Regions from separate parts of the Mus musculus genome. Here region 2 is linked to region 1. The links are chromatin contacts, called in public Hi-C maps. All regions are on one chromosome and are shown on one strand. Each heading gives the region's core, a stretch centred on a gene start, on an enhancer-like site or on the middle of the called end of the contact. The rest is flanking DNA. Distances are from core to core; before and after follow the strand shown. Region 1 overlaps Gm16759 (a long non-coding RNA gene). Region 2 overlaps Iqch (IQ motif containing H).

Region 1 (5,883 bases), core at 126-2,625:
GACACCAAAACAGTAAATAACAAGCACGTCCCTGCTGTTTACAAATCTGTTGGTAAAAACGACCTAAATAGAGCACAGGAAAATACAGCTTTAGTACTAATGTTTTAAATAGGTTTGGGAGGTTTTGTTTTAGTTTTTCACTTTCTGTGTTTGCATTGGGAAGGCACTCGTGTATGCATACAAATGTGAAGGCCAGAGGTCAACCCTGGGTGTCATTGTTCAGGTACTGTCTATCTTTCCTTTTAAGTTAGATTGTCTCACTGGCCTGGAATTCCCCAGGTAGGCTAGGCTACATACTTGGCCAGTAGGCCTCTGGTAACCACCTGTCTCAGCTTTCCCAGCACTGGATTACAAGGCTAACCACTGTGACTGGCTTTTTAAAAACAAAACAAATGAAAACAACAACAACAACAACAACTCCATGGGTCTGGGCCTTCACGCCTTCACGGTAAGCACTTTGCTGACTGAGTCATCTTCCCAACCACTGGCTTTATATTTTGTTTTTGAATAATGGATTTTCTCAAAAACATTTCTTTGCCACTCTGTAAATTTTGCTTCATGTCTGCAGTTATCACTATGTATACATACATGTGTTCTGTGTGGGTGCCACCATACATTCATATATACATGCATACATACATACAAGAAAAGAAGGGAGGAAAGGATGAAACAACAAACTCCAATAATTTGCAACAGTAGTGAAAAACATGAATGGTATAAATGTTCAACAAGTCTTTTTATGGATTATTTCCATTTATGAGAAATATGAAACCCATAAGACCTCTATGTAACTATTAGAAACCATATGTTACTATGCCTACCACATAATTTAGCCATTGTACTTGTAGGTATTTACCCAACAGAAAAAGAAAACCCATGCTAATAGAAGTACTTGCAATAAAAGTCTATTAGAACTTCCAAATAAAAACTGGAAAGAACCCATTGCCCATGAAGAAAAAAACCACTGAATGATATGACACAATGGGACACTATTCAGCAATGAGAAAGAATGATATGCTGATAAACGCGATGGCATACAAGAATCTCTATTCCCATAGAATGAACAACTGCAGACAGAAAGAGTGTACATATTTAACATTCTAGAAATCAGAAATTGCAGGAAATGCTTGCCTGGGGGTGGACTAGGGCAAGGGGAAGTGGGAGGGTAATAAAGGGACAATAGTCACTGGTTGAAATGTAAATGGGTTTTTGGATAAATGCATACTTTGAAACATTGAACTATACTCTGTAAATAGTCTTAAAGATAAATAAGACCACATACTGGTTAAAGTGGATACGGGTATATTTAATCAGGACTGTACTAGTTACAGCAATGGGGTAAGAGTCCAATGTCAACTGTGATCAATTTTGATTGTTAAAGAGGTAACTGGGCATTATGAAAAGAAAATGAAATCGAAAGCAGAAAGCTGCTTAGTAGAGTAAGAGATGAAAAATAACAAGAAGAAAGGAGCTGTTTCGTGTGAAGCTCACTTAGGAATGCAAGCTCCTTGCTTCCCACAGAGGAGGATGTTAGGAGCTCTAGCTTCATGTATTTACCTAAATAAAAAGGAAATTCTTTTAGCAAACTTGAGCTTTCTCCAGCAACTGTAAGGAGCGCTAGGAATACCTAGAACAGGGCTTCCTAAGCTCTTTCCACTACTAACACCTTTTCACCCAAAGAACTTTTACATAGCTCTGGGCATACAGGTATATAAAATATGCCTGTCAATTAAAAAAATTACTGATAAGTCAACAACTTATGCTAAATTTATATGCATATAATTTTGCCATTTATTAAAGATGAAAGAAAATTTCCCCACTAATGAGATAGACAAATTTTCTTATTTTTACATAAAGAATTGAATCAGCTTAACATTTGGTACTGCAAAGCATACATCTTCAATAATTTTTAAAGTAGGCAAATACTTTTATGTCAATTTTTTTTTATAAATTTGTAGTACTGAATGGCATAAGTGTATTTAGGACATTTCAGAGATTGTTGGAAATTCTGTCCTAATGCCAAGCCAAATTTATTGAATGATTTTTATGAAATTTAAGTAAGCAATTCAAACATGTTTTACTTCAAACTATTTTTAAACCAAATACTTGTAACACAATTTAATGTAAAGATATTAATTTGGTGCTTACATTTGATAGATGACAGTATGACATTAAAAGTCTTTGTTTTCAGTAATTAAACTCTTACGTTTCTGCAAGAACAGAAAACTCTGCACACATAGTAAAAATACTTCAGCTTATAACATACAATCGTCTTGAATCTGAGCAGGGATGATCCAGGCTGGATTAACTGGCACATCATAGCTTGACAGTGTCTTGTGCTCAGAACCAAAGTGGAGTGAGGCTGTGAGATGCAATGAGCAAGCACTGCCAGAAACCCAGGCCAGTCCGTGCTTGATTCTGAATTAAGGTTTAGGTTTGCTACCGCCATATTCCATTATGCAACTTCATTTGGGGTCACAACTCAAAGTTTAAGAAGCTGGACTCTACAGGATGAAGCCTTGAGCTTTACAGATAATGTCAGTGCTTGAGACCTCATAAGCCAGTGTTGAAGCTATAGGAACACCACTGAAATGGTGGAACAATGCCTACTTCTTAACGATGGGATCATGGTTTGTTTGTTTGGTTGTTTTTTCCTGTTGCACAATGAACCTGTGTGACATTAATGGAAAAAAACGAAACAATCTAATTGTATGGGAAAGGTTTACACAGAAATGCATACAAACATATAAAAGGTGTACTATCTCAAGTGATAATGAGCTATGGGTGACAGCCTGAAAACCTTATCACCACCACCCAGCTCCAAGCGGCTAAGGATGCTACCAGAGAGTAATGCCAAGTTCCTCAGCACTATGGAAACTGTTTTAATTCTAAGCGTACCATTCTTCCTCCCTTCTAGAATTCATTCCACACCATGACTTTTGTGTTATACCTGCCCAAATAGAGACTGCATTAACAGGAAAATGGTCCCACTCCCCACGCCCTAAGGATTTTGAAGGACACAATAATGTTGATCTGGTGTTCACAAATTGTAAGTAGTATGGAATATATACGGCATCTGCTTTAGATTTGTTATGTCTTAGTGTGGTTTTGGTCCCATCTATTTATTAACAAACAGTGCTTTCTCCTCTCTAGCCATGAGTTTCCTAGTTCATAAAGTAGGAAACGTAGCTGGTGTTTGCTTCCTTCCAGCTCGAGAATTTGATGGTCCTATGCTTCCATCATCAAAGCATTAGAAAGACATACTTTTACATGCCACAGAAAAAGGTGGGTTTTTCTCTTTCTGGCATTGTTCTTTCATTTATTAGAAGCAATGGATAAAGATATTTTGAGCTTATTTTTGTAATTGTATAGCTTCTTAATCTTTCTCATCTATTACCCAATGGGCTGTGATTATCAAATAGTTAAATTTGTATTGGCTTTGAAATACCTCGTTAAAATGCACACATTTTTTCTGATGGAAGTCTCTCTCTCTCTCTCTCTCTCTCTCTCTCTCTCTCTCTCTCTCTGTGTGTGTGTGTGTGTGTGTGTGTGTGTGTGTGTGTGTGTGTGTGTGTGTGTAAGCCAAAGGCTAACATTGGGTATTGTTCCTTAGCTGCACTCCCCATTTTTTCCTTGAGACAAGGTCTCTCACTGGCCTGGAACTCATCACTGGTTAGTCAGTGAGCAGCCTAGGGACTGTCCTGTCTCTGCCCCTCCAGTACTGGATTACAAGTGTGTTCTACCACCACCACCACCCCCAACCCCTTTGTATACTTTTAAACATGGGTTCTGGGGGCCAAACTCGGGTCTTCATGTTAGCAAGAAAGGCCCTTTATCAATGGGACTATCTCCTCAACCATAGAAGGTATTCTTTACACTAAAGCAAAATACATCTTTCGACAAGAAGCTAAACATGATAGTTGATAATGTCTTTATTTGGGCGAGATTCAGTTTGTAGACTCAACTTTTAGTTATTGTTAATCAACAAAAGTAATGGAAACATTTTATTTTTAAAGAATTTTTGCCCGAACTGACATAAATGTACACTCTAAATGTACCACATTTTCTGTATCCATTCCTCTGTTGAGGGGCATCTGGGTTCTTTCCAGCTTCTGGCTATTATAAATAAGGCTGCTATGAACATAGTGGAGTATGTGTCCTTCTTACTGGTTGGAACGTCTGGGTATATGCCCAGGAGAGGTATTTCGGGGTCCTCTGGTAGTACTATGTCCAATTTTCTGAGGAACCACCAGACTGATTTCCAGAGTGGTTGTACAAGCTTGCAATCCCACCAACAATGGAGGAGTGTTCCTCTTTCTCCACATTCTCTCCAGCATCTGCTGTCACCTGAATTTTTGATCTTAGCCATTCTGACTGGTGTGAGGTGGAATCTCAGGGTTGTTTTGATTTGCATTTCCCTGATGATTAAGGATGTTGAACATTTTTTCAGGTGCTTCTCAGCCATTCGGTATTCCTCAGGTGAGAATTCTTTGTTTAGCTCTGAGCCCCATTTTTTAATGGGGTTATTTGATTTCCTGGAGTCCTCTTTCTTGAGTTCTTTATATATATTGGATATTAGTCCCCTATCTGATTTAGGATTGGTAAAGATCCTTTCCTAATCTGTTGGTGGCCTTTTTGTCTTATTGACGGTGTCTTTTGCCTTGCAGAAGCTTTGTAATTTTATGAGGTCCCATTTGTCGATTCTCGATCTTACAGCACAAGCCACTGCTGTTCTATTCAGGAATTTTCCCCCTGTACCCATATCTTTGAGGCTTTTCCCTACTTTCTCCTCTATAAGTCTCAGTGTCTCTGGTTTTATGTGGAGTTCCTTAATCCACTTAGATTTGACCTTAGTACAAGGAGATAGGAATGGATCAATTCGCATTCTTCTACATGATAACCACCAGTTGTGCCAGCACCATTTGTTGAAAATGCTTTTTTCCACTGGATGCTTTTTGCTCCCTTGTCAAAGATTAAGTGACCATAGGTTTGTGGGTTCATTTCTGGGTCTTCAATTCTATTCCATTGGTCTACTTGTCTATCGCTATACCAGTACCATGCAGTTTTTATCACAATTGCTCTCTAGTACAGCTTTAGGTCAGACATGGTGATTCCTAGGCAAACAGATGGACCTGGAGGGCATCATCCTGAGTGAGGTAACCCAATCACAAAAGAACTCACACAATATGTACTCACTGATAAGTGGATATTAGCCCACAAACTTAGAATACCCAAGATATAAGATACAATTTGCTAAATAACTGAAGCTCAAGAAGAACGAAGACCAAAGTGTGGACACTTTGTCCCTTCTTAAAATTGGGAACAAAGCACCCATGGAAGGAGTTACAGAGACAAAGTTTGGAGCTGAGACAAAAGGATGGACCATCTAGAGACTACCATATCCGGGGATCCAACCCATAATCAGCTTCCAACCGCTGACACCATTGCATACACTAACAAGATTTTGTTAAAAGGACCCAGATATAGCTGTCTCTTGTGAGACTATGCCGGGGCCTAGCAAACACAGAAGTGGATGCTCACAGTCAGCTATTGGATGGATCACAGGGCCCCCAATGGAGGAGCTAGAGAAAGTAACCAAGGAGCTAAAGGGATCTGCAACTCTATAGGTGGAACAACAATATGAACTAACCAGTAACCCCTGGAGCTCATGTCTCTAGCTGCATATGTATCAGAAGATGGCCTAGTCGGCCATCAGTGGAAAGAGAGGCTCACTCATTGGTCGTGCAAACTTAATATGCCTCAGTACAGGGCAACGCCAGGGCCAAGGAGTGGGAGTGGGTGGGTGGGGGAGTGGGTGGGGGAGCGTGTGGGGAGTGGGTGGGGGAGCCTGTGGGGGACTTTTGGGATAGCATTGGAAATGTA
Region 2 (5,336 bases), core at 2,116-4,615, 120 kb before region 1:
CAGTTTCCCATCAACTTGTCACAGGCTAGAATTATTTGGGAAAGGGGGCTCTCAATTGAAAAATATCTTCATAAGATTTGCCTGTGGGGCATTATTTTGATTAGTGGTTGATGTGGGAAGGTCCAGACCGTTGTCAGTAGTATATCCTAAGCAGGTGGACCTATATCAAACATCAGGCTGAGCAAGCCATGGGGCACAAGCCTTGGGGAGCAAGCTGTGGGGAGCAAGCCAGTGAGCAGCACTCCTCCATGGCCTCGGCATCAGCTCCTAACTCAAGTTCCTGCTCTGACTTCCCTGGATAATGGACCACAAGCTTCCACTGAAATAAACCCTTTCTCCCCGAGTTGCTTTTGATCTAGAGTGTTCTAGCACTGCAGTAGAAATCTAAGAGACTGTGATTCACCAGCACTCTCTTCCCATCTCCCCCCTTGCTCGCCCGCTTTTGTTACCCACCACTCTGTTCCCAGCCTCTTTGAAATTAACCTAGCTAGATTTCACACATGTTATGATCATCACATCATATGGTAATTCTGTTTTTAATTTTGGTGAAACTTCTATTTTCCATAATTTTATGTTCCCATTAATAGAACTTAACATTGGTGACACCATTTTATCTCTTGTAACCAATGAGTTGCTTTCAAGGCTACAGTGGGTTTCAGTTCCTTTAATGGACATATCCCATGCAGAAAAATAGAAACCCATGATTAAAGTCTTCGGAATTTGCAGTTTTGCACCAGGCTGCATTAGACAACGTGCTCCTTCCATGCCCTTATTTGGAAATGTTCTGCCCACAGCCAAGCAGGGCCTGACCAGCTAACCTCAAGCCTGCTGTTTCTTTCCCTAGAATGCTCTGTAAGCCAGTGTAGCCCAGCAGATGTAAGAGCAGTCTGCTCGCACTGGGTTAGCACTGGGTTGGTGTCTCCGCCTTATTTTCTGTCATTCACAGACAGTGTGTGAGGGTGTGCTCCTTTTATCCACCTCTTTGCCAGACATTCTGGTTTTAGTCTTTTGGGCAATAGCTATTCATTCTGGGGTGAGAGGACAGACTATCAGGGGCTTCTTCTAAGTGACCCCTCCTTTCATAGTCATGTTTACCTTTTCTTGACTGTAAGGCTCCTCTAGTCAACTTGGGCCTTGCATACACATTGCAGGTAGGAAAATGGTGGTGGTGGGCACGTTCTCTCTTAAATCTATCAGGTGGCATGACAGCCACAAGGAAGACAGGGAACGTGAACATCCAGGGATAGGATCAATGTTCCTATTTAGACATGCTTAGACTGAATATTTGGGGTTGGTGGACACCATGGTGCACTGGTCAGCGTAATGGTGAGCTGTCACAGAGAGACTTGCTAGAAGCTGGGAGAATCAGAGAATGTGTTAGACTGGGCCAGATGCAATCCCTTGTGTGCCAGGTTGTGACGCTCTGAAACTCTTGCTGCCTTTAAGAAGATGCTTGAAAAGAGTCCTGGTAGCCCAGCTCCAGGCTGAGAAAGCGAGTCCTCCAAGGAAGCTCTCAGCTATCTATCACATATCATGTATTAAGTGTTGTTCAGTGTCAGTCAGGTTTTCAAAGACTGTTGTTATAAGGTTTTTTTTTTCTCCCCTAGAATGCAGGGCTTGGGCTCTCTGCAAAGGGTAGCTGAGTTTGCTGCCCATCAGCAGGACAGATATGATTGAGTGTTATTGCCTATAGGTTAATTATCTCAGAAATAATCTTTATAGCATTATTCATCATATCAGTTTTCCCAAGTCAGTTTAAGTTTTAGTCATCTTTTTAAATAGCTACCCAATAAAATAATTCATCATATGCAACTATATTAATTATCTTGTACATAAACCTGGAAATTTGGCTAATTAAATTAAGGGAGTCTTTTTTTTTTTTTTTTAAAGAAACAAATTTTCCTCTCTACTCTTCCTGCCTTTTAGATCTAGCTTTCCTCTAGGCATTTGCATAAGGCGGGCTGACCTTATTTTCTAAAGAAGTAGTTGCCTTATCATAGATTTTGCTTTGGAGACAAGAATCCCAGCGGTGTCACAGAATGGGTACAGGAAATGCAGGTAGTAAGCATACAGTGGATGCCAGCCATCTGACTTTCAAGTTGAACCCCATAGGATGCACCAGATGGCCTAGCCTGTCTTTCTGGAAGGAGTAATGTTGTCCTGCCTCTGTCCACAGCCTCCTTTCCTCTCGCTCTCAAGCCACGCCCAGTTCCTGAAGAAGTGGAGGAGCCTTCTCACCAGATAGAAATACCCAAGGTACACATATGTCTACCACAGAGGAGGGCAAGCTGCCCCGTGTGCAGGCTGCCTATGTGATTCTGTGTAACAGACACACTGTAGAGTTGTTCCTTCCACACAGGAGTAAGCAGTATTTCAGTGGCTGTTAGGGAGCAGTTTATCTTATTATGGTTATCATTAGTCTCTGTGGTGCTGTGGATCAAATGCAGGGCCTCCCACATGCTAGGCAAGAGCTCACCACTGAACTACACAGTCAGCTCCTACTTTAAAAGGGAAAATGAATGCAGAAGTCAACTCTGCCAGGACACTATAGGCAGGGCTGAAGGTGAGCAGAGCCACTGCAGTATTTTGAGAGTGGCAGGCAAGTGATCAGCCTATGCTAGCAGCTGCTCAGGGACCAGAAGTCTGGGGTGCAGTAACTTGTTTTCCATCCACATCTACATCTGTAGCATATGCAGTGTGGTACTGAGAGGCGTTTCCCATATCTCATTTGTCTTCAAGCATAAGAAAAGACAAGCTCTCTAGGTATTCACAGAAAACCACAATGGAGAAGAGGAAGGAGACTGTATTCTCTAACATTAGTCCCTCACATGGCCGTGTAATTCACTCTCCTGAAGATGCCCCCAGTTTAAAGGGGCTGGGCTTTTCTGTAGGTTGTTTTCTCATTTTAAGGACCACTGACAGATTTAGGATAATTAAAACTTTTCTCCATCAAAAGGGGACATCTGGCAGTACTTTTTCTGGTATGACTTGTGTAGTCATGTTTTTAGCTGTTCTCATGAAAAAAAGAAAGAAGGGATTAGAAGGGACCGCAGGGAGATGAACCCCACTCTCTCAGAGTAGGCTGCTCCCCGCCCTCCCTGCCTCTGATGCCCAGACATCCTCATGAGGAGCCAGGTGCCTTTTCCACACTGGTGCGCCGTTTCCCCTTAAGAGATTGCCAGGCTGCTTATGGTGTAGCATGTCATGTGACAACCCAGTTGCCATGGCAAATATTTGTGTTTTCATGAAAAACATGAGTTAAAAAAAAAATCAATGCAAATGGCTGAATCCCAAGGCAGACAGGCCTCCGGCGGTGCCTGGCCGGCACCACCATTGTTTCAACTTCAGCTGTTTAACAGGCTGTGAGCAGGCCAGGGGCTAATGTGCATAATGTCACTAGGCCCAGGCACCTGTTTAGATTCTCACTCCAACTGAGAACTCAGCTCTGTTTTATACAGAACAAATCTACAGGGAATACACATATCAGAGTGAGTTTTTAGCCAGTAAGCAGTTTGCCTCATAAAAAAATCAAACAATAATGTCTTTTCTAAATGCTTATTAGCCCTGGCATTATTTTCTTCTGTTGACTTGCAAAGATTTCCCCTAACGTTAAAAGTAGTAATATTTAAAGGCTGTGGCTTCAAGTTGGTACATTTCCAAACTGACTCCTTAATAGTGGTATGGTAAACTGGGCACGGATGTTAAAGGTGAAGAGAAAAGTGCAGAGTGCCGAGCTCCACATTGGAGCTATTGCAGACCCTCTGCCAGGCTCCCACCCCAGGCAAGACGCCACAGTCAGCCCTTTCTTACGATGCCTCTTGCAGTGTTCCCTGGAAGTGGAACCCAGCATCCGTTTATAACTATGTATGTAAATCTTTCCTTTCTCAAACCCTTTCCTCAAAGGCAAGTGGGGCTTGGCGTGCACAGCATTGATGTCTGGGGGTGGGAAAGCCCTCTAATCATTAGCTCCCGCCAGTGTGGGTAGGGAACAGCGGGCCCAGTGGGGGAAGGGAAGAAAGGCAAAGGGTGACCAGGACTCTGAGCCTTCTATTTGTTTTGTAAAACTTCCCAGGAGAGTCATTTTGATTTAAACTGTGTCTCCTTCTCCCTTGTAGGGGAGAGCCAAAAGGTCAAGAGGACCGCTCAGAAGAAAGGTCTGTAATTTGTGTGACTAGTTGGAATTTGGGATCTGTCACCTGATGTCCCTTTCTTTTGCTTCAGGGCAGAAGTGTGGGAGGCCGCTTGACAGCTGGAGTTGGCAACAAAAGTTCTTTTGCGCTTCCCTTCTTTATAAAAGAAATTAGACCATGGTTAAAAAAAAATAATTGTGGTTGCGGAAAGTGAAAAACATTTCTTTGCTCTCTATGAGGACTGAATCATGTCACTGCCCAAACAAAAGATGTCTCATCCTCAAAATGGGTCTGAATTGTGTGTTTTTAGCATCAAAGATTTTCATTTAAGAGTATATTTACAAGGAAGCAAGATGTTAAAAATGAATGTAGTAGTTTATTGGCATGTGCTGACATGTGTACACACATTCATTTGTACTTACACAAACGTGTGTGAGTGTGTATGTACATGTACTACATTTGTAAAGTAGGCTGGGGAAATAGAATTTAAACTGTTCACAACAACAACAACCAAAAAAAAAAAAAAAGTGAACCGGTCCCCACATATGGCAAGTACACTCCTGTAAGGTCTGTCCCATCAGGGCCCTGCGCTAGCAGGAAAACTGCACTTGGAATGTGCTGGGCTCTCTGACATCCAGGAGTGCCCCCTTTCAAGGAGGGAGCTAGCTGTCTTCTGCCTGTTCCCAGTGCTGGTGCAGGAAGGCTGGATCTGCAACAGTGACTGCAAGACAGACAGTCCTTCTGACCCAGACACACTGCTCCCAGACCTTGCCTCAGTACCAGGAGTTCTCACTGTGTAGAAACCATCGTACTCTGTACCTTGAAAAGAGACCGTGCGTGAAGAACCCCAGAGCTTTATTTATCTGGCATTTGGAAACCATTCCTGTGGTGTCAGCATATCCTGTGTATGTGACACAATGCACCTCCCATGCCCGAGGAACCCTGGGGTTGATGGAAGAATATCTGTGCTATCACTGTCCCTGGCCAGCCAGAGGTAAAGGCCAGTATAAGGCTTGTCTTCCAGGTTAGCTCTTTCCTAGGGGCCAGTCTTGCAGATACTACTCTTAGTGTAAGTGCAGTGCTAACCTGCACTGGTGCCTGCCCTGCACTGGCCTCTGGTGCTGACCTTCTGAGGGCTGCCTCCCCTGTGTTCCCATGTCCAGCCGGTAGGTGCTGTTATTCCCCTAGGAGGAAGTAGACAGAGAG

What was found. A called contact is a pair of places that touch in the nucleus more often than the background predicts.
Region 2: a Hi-C map of liver shows a contact between it and region 1, with 4 times the contacts expected there. The contact joins two enhancer-like sites. A contact is called at or near these places in 3 of 39 promoter capture datasets (3T3-L1-derived adipocytes, the HPC-7 cell line and liver), 1 of 484 Hi-C or Micro-C datasets (liver), 1 of 115 datasets of contacts at active chromatin or transcription factors (embryonic stem cells) and 1 of 9 other capture datasets (adipose tissue).

What each region holds. Positions count from the first base shown.
Region 1 is chr9:63,409,738-63,415,620 of GRCm38.p6, reverse strand. The region is part of intron 1 of Gm16759 (a long non-coding RNA gene); the gene reads right to left. Among named protein-coding and RNA genes, the nearest start is that of Gm16759, 13 kb to the right of the region's middle. Within about 2 kb of position 1,375, at least 4 of the 459 cell types and tissues checked have an H3K27ac peak or open chromatin away from gene starts, as enhancers often do. A contact at or near this core is called in liver, where this site is marked.
Region 2 is chr9:63,533,155-63,538,490 of GRCm38.p6, reverse strand. It overlaps Iqch (IQ motif containing H), which reads left to right. Exons shown (of 22, transcript NM_001311098.1): 8 at 2,177-2,256; 9 at 4,116-4,154. It overlaps Gm16759 (a long non-coding RNA gene), which reads right to left. Exons shown (of 5, transcript XR_003948339.1): 5 at 4,487-5,314. Among named protein-coding and RNA genes, the nearest start is that of Gm39358, 30 kb to the left of the region's middle. Within about 2 kb of position 3,365, at least 44 of the 459 cell types and tissues checked have an H3K27ac peak or open chromatin away from gene starts, as enhancers often do. A contact at or near this core is called in liver, where this site is marked.